Regions from separate parts of the Mus musculus genome. Here region 1 is linked to region 2. The links are chromatin contacts, called in public Hi-C maps. All regions are on one chromosome and are shown on one strand. The core of a region is the stretch at or near the end of the contact, and the rest is flanking DNA. Distances in the headings are between cores, read along the strand shown. Region 1 has its middle 75 kb from the start of Gm32931. Region 2 has its middle 18 kb from the start of Tmem26.

Region 1 (2,700 bases), core at 79-2,578, 190 kb after region 2:
ATTCGGCCAAAGATAGGTTTCCAGATTCTGACCTGTATCTTCAGCACCACGGTTGGGACATGATCTCCTTAGGGAAAAGCATGAAAGTAAGGAGCATCAGAAAGAACATACACCACGTGGGAAATCAGAGCCAGGATGCTTTATCACAGCCCTGGCCAGTTTCGCTCCTAATCTAAGATTGATTGTAGTAGAGCTGTGTGGACCATGGGCCTCTCATCACAGACAAGGTACACCAAGACCTGGAGCCAGGAAGGAACTGCCCTCCAGCAAGATATGAACGGTTCTTCCTTCTCCATTACAGAAGGACTTTCTCTTCTTCCCAAGACCTCAAGTGGAGATATACAAGGTGATTGCAGGAGAATGAGCCCCACTCAGCCTTCCCCTCTTGGTCCTCTCACTGGTAGTCTCCTAGTACGAGCCTAAAGCCATGTCTTCAGCTGCTGGGTTTAAAGGGACCCTTCCAGTCTCAGGTCTTCATTCCTGACATATGGCTCCGTTATTAATTCCCTTGCATTGACTAAGATGTGTGTGTGTGTGTGTGTGTGTTCACTTGCATTGGCTAAGATGCTGTGTGTGTGTGTGTTCACTTTCACTTGCATTGGCTAAGATTCTCTGTGCATGTGTGCTTTCGTGTGTGTAATCTGTTCATGTGGATGAATGCACATGTGCACACAGGTTCATGTGCATGCGTGTGCATCTATGTGGAGGCCAGATGTTAACGTCAGAGATCTTTTTTGGTTCCCCTGCACCTCTGAGTTTTTGATACAGTGTCCCTCACCAATGGACTCCAGAGCCAGTCATATCTCCACATGCCCAGAGCTGGCATTATGGACACTTTCTGCTGTACTAAATTCCCAGCTTTTCCACTACTCTTCTTCTCAACAGAAAAAGGTGGGATGATAGAAAGGAGGCTCAAGTGGCAAAGTGTCCATCTGGAAATCGCAAGGCCTTGAATCTCATATCTTTGGAATCCAACACACGCCACGCACACTGAGCCGATTCCCCCTCAAACCTGTTTTCAAACCCATTTGTTCCTCCTTGAAGTTCGCATTAATTCTTGAGGAATGTGAAAGGAAAGGACCATGGAAGCCCTCTACGCCCTGCTAGCCCTCACCCTTGGGGACAAGGTATAGCCAGAGAAAGCCCAGCATAGAGCTCTCTAAAAACTCTGTTGTCCAATTTGATAGTCATCTCTCCATAAAGATGAAGTAAAATTTATTAGCTCTTTGGTCAGCCTGAGTCATTTTTCAGTTACTCAGTAGCCCTGTGTCGACAATGGCTGTTGAATGAACAAAGAATGTTTCCATCCTGCTGGAAAGTTCTCTGGGCCACTCTCTCCCAAGTAATGAGCTCTGGGGAGGATGGGAATGTTGAACACGCCTAGGGGTGGAGTGGCTCCTGGGATACACTACTGGCTCGAAGCCCAGACATCACCTCCCAGTTGGTCCAGTGAGCTCTGTGCCAGCAACTCATTATTTGACACCCTATTTTTTTTTTTCAGAAAATTTACACTTTCATCCAAAGTCTCTGATGAGCACAGGTACTCATAAGATTTTGAGAGGGGTGGCCCATTTTTTAATTTTAATTCATTAATTTTCTTTAACACCTCAAGTTTACTTTTAAAAATATTTTAATTGATTCTTTGAGAATTTCATGCCAAGTATTTTTTTTATTATATTTACCCCAGATTTCTCCCCTTAACTGCTCCCAGGTTCACCTCTGCCTCCCTACAACCTCCAACTTTGTATCCTGTATTTAAAAAGGAAAGACTTAACAGTACACCAACTTCAGTTTCCACTGTCTACATACTCCTGGGGATGGGGCCAGCCAGAGAAATGTGGCCAGCCTACCAGAAGCCACTTCCTCAAGAATAAACCCGCCCTTCCTTACAAAACCATCAACTTAGTTCCTTAACTAGTGTTAGGGTCTCATGAACCCCTTCCCATTCCATGACAAGATGGCGACTGTCTTGATCCTACAGGCTTCTGCACGGAGCCACAGCTGTAGTGATAGGCTGAGTACGGAGGTTGTGGCATGTGGGAGATGCTGTTCTTCTCTGATCTCCCTCTGACCTCAGGCCCTTACATTCCTTTCTCCCTCCCCTCCCCCTTTTTCTGTAATGGTCCCTAAGCCTTGGGAAGAGAGCTTAATTAATATTTTAATAAGGTAAAATGCACATAATATAAAATGGAGCATTCCCAACTTATAATTTACTAGTCCTGTGTATGTCCACAAGGTTATAGACTACTTCCACTATCTCCTCAAAGAACTGTCTCTACCATCACTTATCACAAACGCTGTGCACGCTAAGCAGTCACTACCCATTCCTGCTCCGTGGCCCCTGCTCATCTTTAATTTCTTCCTTAGCTCTATGCCTCTGCTGTGACTAGATAGTCACATAAGGGGGACCACGTGATAGTTATGATTTTAGATCTACCTTTTTCACTTAGCACCTTGCCTTAATGCTTCATCAATGTCCAAGTGTGTTTCAGAATTTAGGTTTTCTTTCATTGTAACCATATGCTGCTGTGGGCAAGTATTGTATTTTGTTTTAAGGAAGGAGTCATTTCAAAATAGCCAAGGAAGGATAGCATTTGATTTTTGCTTGGTCGAATTTTCTGTCTTTCCACTACTCTTCTTGTCCCAAAGAGGGAGGATTTGGGTGGCTCCATTGGTACAGTGTCCATCTTGATAGCACAA
Region 2 (2,700 bases), core at 116-2,615:
CCCCCCACCCCCCACTCAATTAACCTAATCAAGACAATTCATCACTTTCATGCCAAGTGACCTGCGTTCCAAATGTTTCTGGATTGCACAAACTTGATAATTATATTAATCACCACAGTACTCAAAATTGTTTGTTTATTCTTTTTTTCAGCCTCCCTCCCTATGACTGGTGACACCAACATACTGTTTTGAAACCATAATATGGAATCTTGCCCAAGACATTGAGGAATTTATGATCCAACTCTCTAAACATCAGGAAAATATGTTGTCTGGTTGATTTTTTTTAAAGAAGAGCTTCACTTAAGATCTAGGTCCAGCATGTGAATTGAAGAGAGAAATCAAAATAATGAGCACATACCCACCATTGGACTGATGCTTTAAAACTAACATTTGTCCTCTGAGATCATAACAAATATTTTAAGCTTTCATCTAGGATCAGGAGGCCAAATTAGACTTTGTAACATAACCAGTAGACATTCATTCTCTCTCAGCTCTAGAGGCCTGACATTCCAAGACGAAGTCCCAGCAGATTATATCCTAGTGACCCTTGTGCCCCCGGATTTAAAAGGCTACCTCTGGATATGTTTCCATGTGGGCATTTCCCCCTCTACTTCGCACTGCCTTTTTCTTTAAGAAAGCCAGTCTTCCTGGGCTAAGGCTTTACCTCTATACATCCATCTGTTCTCGGTGACCTGCAAATGCCCCTGTCTTCAGATACGGTCGGGTCTGAGGCTTTCATATATGAATATAGAGTGATGGACTCAATTCAGGGCATTACATTCTGATGAGATGTCAGGAGAGAAGCAAAATACTTTACATCATCTTCCGAGGAAAGACCTAATTTTTAATTATACATAGGATAGATGTAGTCTGGTATAGGAGCATGGTGTTTTTCTTTTTCTCACTTGCTGATTATATATGATTACTGTAGGTGTATGATGGGGATGGTAGGTAAGTTCAGAAGAGAAAAATTATAAGAGTTGTGTCTGTGGTCAATTTGGGTGGGCCCCAGGATACCCAAGAATCCAACCATTGTTCTGCATATCTCTGCAAGTCTGAATTTGGATGAGATTAGCGCTGGACCACAGTGTGTGAAGTTCTCATGCAGCAAATCAAAGATGTGAATGGAAGATGCTGAGTTTTCCTCCAAGAGAAGAAGAGATTCCTCCTGTCTGTCTGTCTTTTTGAAGGAGAACGTCTTTCTGTTCTGGAGGTCAAAGAACTGAGACTCACAGTTATTTCTTGTTTCTATGGATCCCTCTCAGTCCTTCTCAGTGTCAAACTGGATCTAGATGTGGAAAGTGGATTGTGGTTGATTCAGTTTCTCTTGGGAACTCTGACTCATGCAGATGTGAATCTCCAAAGCCAGCGGTCTACTCCTCCTTACTTGTTCATGTGCATTGTGACTCTTGCCTACTTAGTCATGGTTGTCATCCTGTTGTTGCAAAATTTAGAAATCAGAAAAATCTCAGCCATCATTTCTAGTTTTATGACTCCTTGTGTGAATCAGAAGCTTGAGTGATTACACAATATTCAAAAGACGAAGAAAAGAGTCTTCTGAACTTTCTGATGCACAGGCCACATGGCCTAGAAGGAATCATTTGTCAGCTGTGACATCTAGATTCCTCCCTCTGTAAAACGGGAATGAAATATATCCCCTTTCATCTCACAGCATCTCTTCAGATCTCATGATAGCACATGTCAAAGTTCCTTAAAAGTATGAGTCTGTTGTGTAACAGAGTTTGCTAGGAATGCTGCATGGTGTACACATGACTTTGTTAAGATGGGTTTATCTTGAATTAAATGTTTCTACACCTGGCACTGGAGGTACACCTCAGCAGCTAACAGCACTTGCTGTTCTTGCAGAAAACGGGGTTGGGTTTCCAGCACCCACACGCTGGCTCATAGTCATCTGTAATTCCAGTTCCACGAAACCCGGTGACTTCATCTGGCCTCAGCAAGTACTGAATGCACATACATACATGAAGGCCAACACTCATACATTAAAAATAAATAAACTTTAAAAAATGTTTATAAGTTTCCAAAACTTAGGAAACATCTTTTGGAGGTAGACACCTTTGGGAAACTTCCAGGCAGCTAAGGCCACTCTTCCTTCTCATTCACTGTCCTGGCTGACTTGGGAAATTCAGCAAAGATTCACTCTTCTAGCGAAGGTTCTAGAATTCTTCCATGACCAATGTTTCCATAAGGCACCAGAGGACCAGAGGAGGCACATGCATCATGGTAATCTCCAAATGACTGATCCTATGGGCTAGCCTCTTCTATAAAGGTCACATCTAGATGGTGATTGTCCCATGTAACACAGAGATGTTGGTGGAGTTGAACATATGGAGTATGAATCATTGCTGTTAACAATGGGAGCACAGTTTCATCTCAATTAGCTTTCCTAAGATGTTTTCAGCATGTCTTTCAGTATGGTAAGCCCTAATGGTCAGAATGATGGGCAGTTCTTTTTTTCTTTTTCCTGTATAGAACTCTAGACCATGGGGATGAACACTTCAGAAAAGAGTGAATTGCAAGGAAGAGCAGCATCAAATAAAAAAAAATGTCAAGAGTAGAAAATATGCTGAATTAGTCTACTTTCCTCTCAATCCTTTCTCACCTTCCACCTACCACTCCGAGCAAGAATCCTTCTGAGAATATTTTCTCAACTATTTTTTCTTTTGTTCAAATTACACA

What was found. A called contact is a pair of places that touch in the nucleus more often than the background predicts.
Region 1: a Hi-C map of the C2C12 cell line shows a contact between it and region 2, with 2.5 times the contacts expected there. The contact joins two enhancer-like sites. A contact is called at or near these places in 8 of 39 promoter capture datasets (the 3T3-L1 cell line, 3T3-L1-derived adipocytes, the C10 cell line and 4 more), 4 of 484 Hi-C or Micro-C datasets (the 3T3-L1 cell line, the C2C12 cell line, adipose-derived mesenchymal stem cells and 1 more) and 1 of 115 datasets of contacts at active chromatin or transcription factors (fibro-adipogenic progenitors).

Annotation. Positions count from the first base shown.
Region 1 is chr10:68,896,348-68,899,047 of GRCm38.p6, forward strand. No RefSeq gene overlaps it. Among named protein-coding and RNA genes, the nearest start is that of Gm32931, 75 kb to the left of the region's middle. Within about 2 kb of position 1,329, at least 17 of the 459 cell types and tissues checked have an H3K27ac peak or open chromatin away from gene starts, as enhancers often do. A contact at or near this core is called in the C2C12 cell line and adipose-derived mesenchymal stem cells, where this site is marked.
Region 2 is chr10:68,704,281-68,706,980 of GRCm38.p6, forward strand. No RefSeq gene overlaps it. Among named protein-coding and RNA genes, the nearest start is that of Tmem26, 18 kb to the right of the region's middle. Within about 2 kb of position 1,366, at least 39 of the 459 cell types and tissues checked have an H3K27ac peak or open chromatin away from gene starts, as enhancers often do. A contact at or near this core is called in the C2C12 cell line and adipose-derived mesenchymal stem cells, where this site is marked.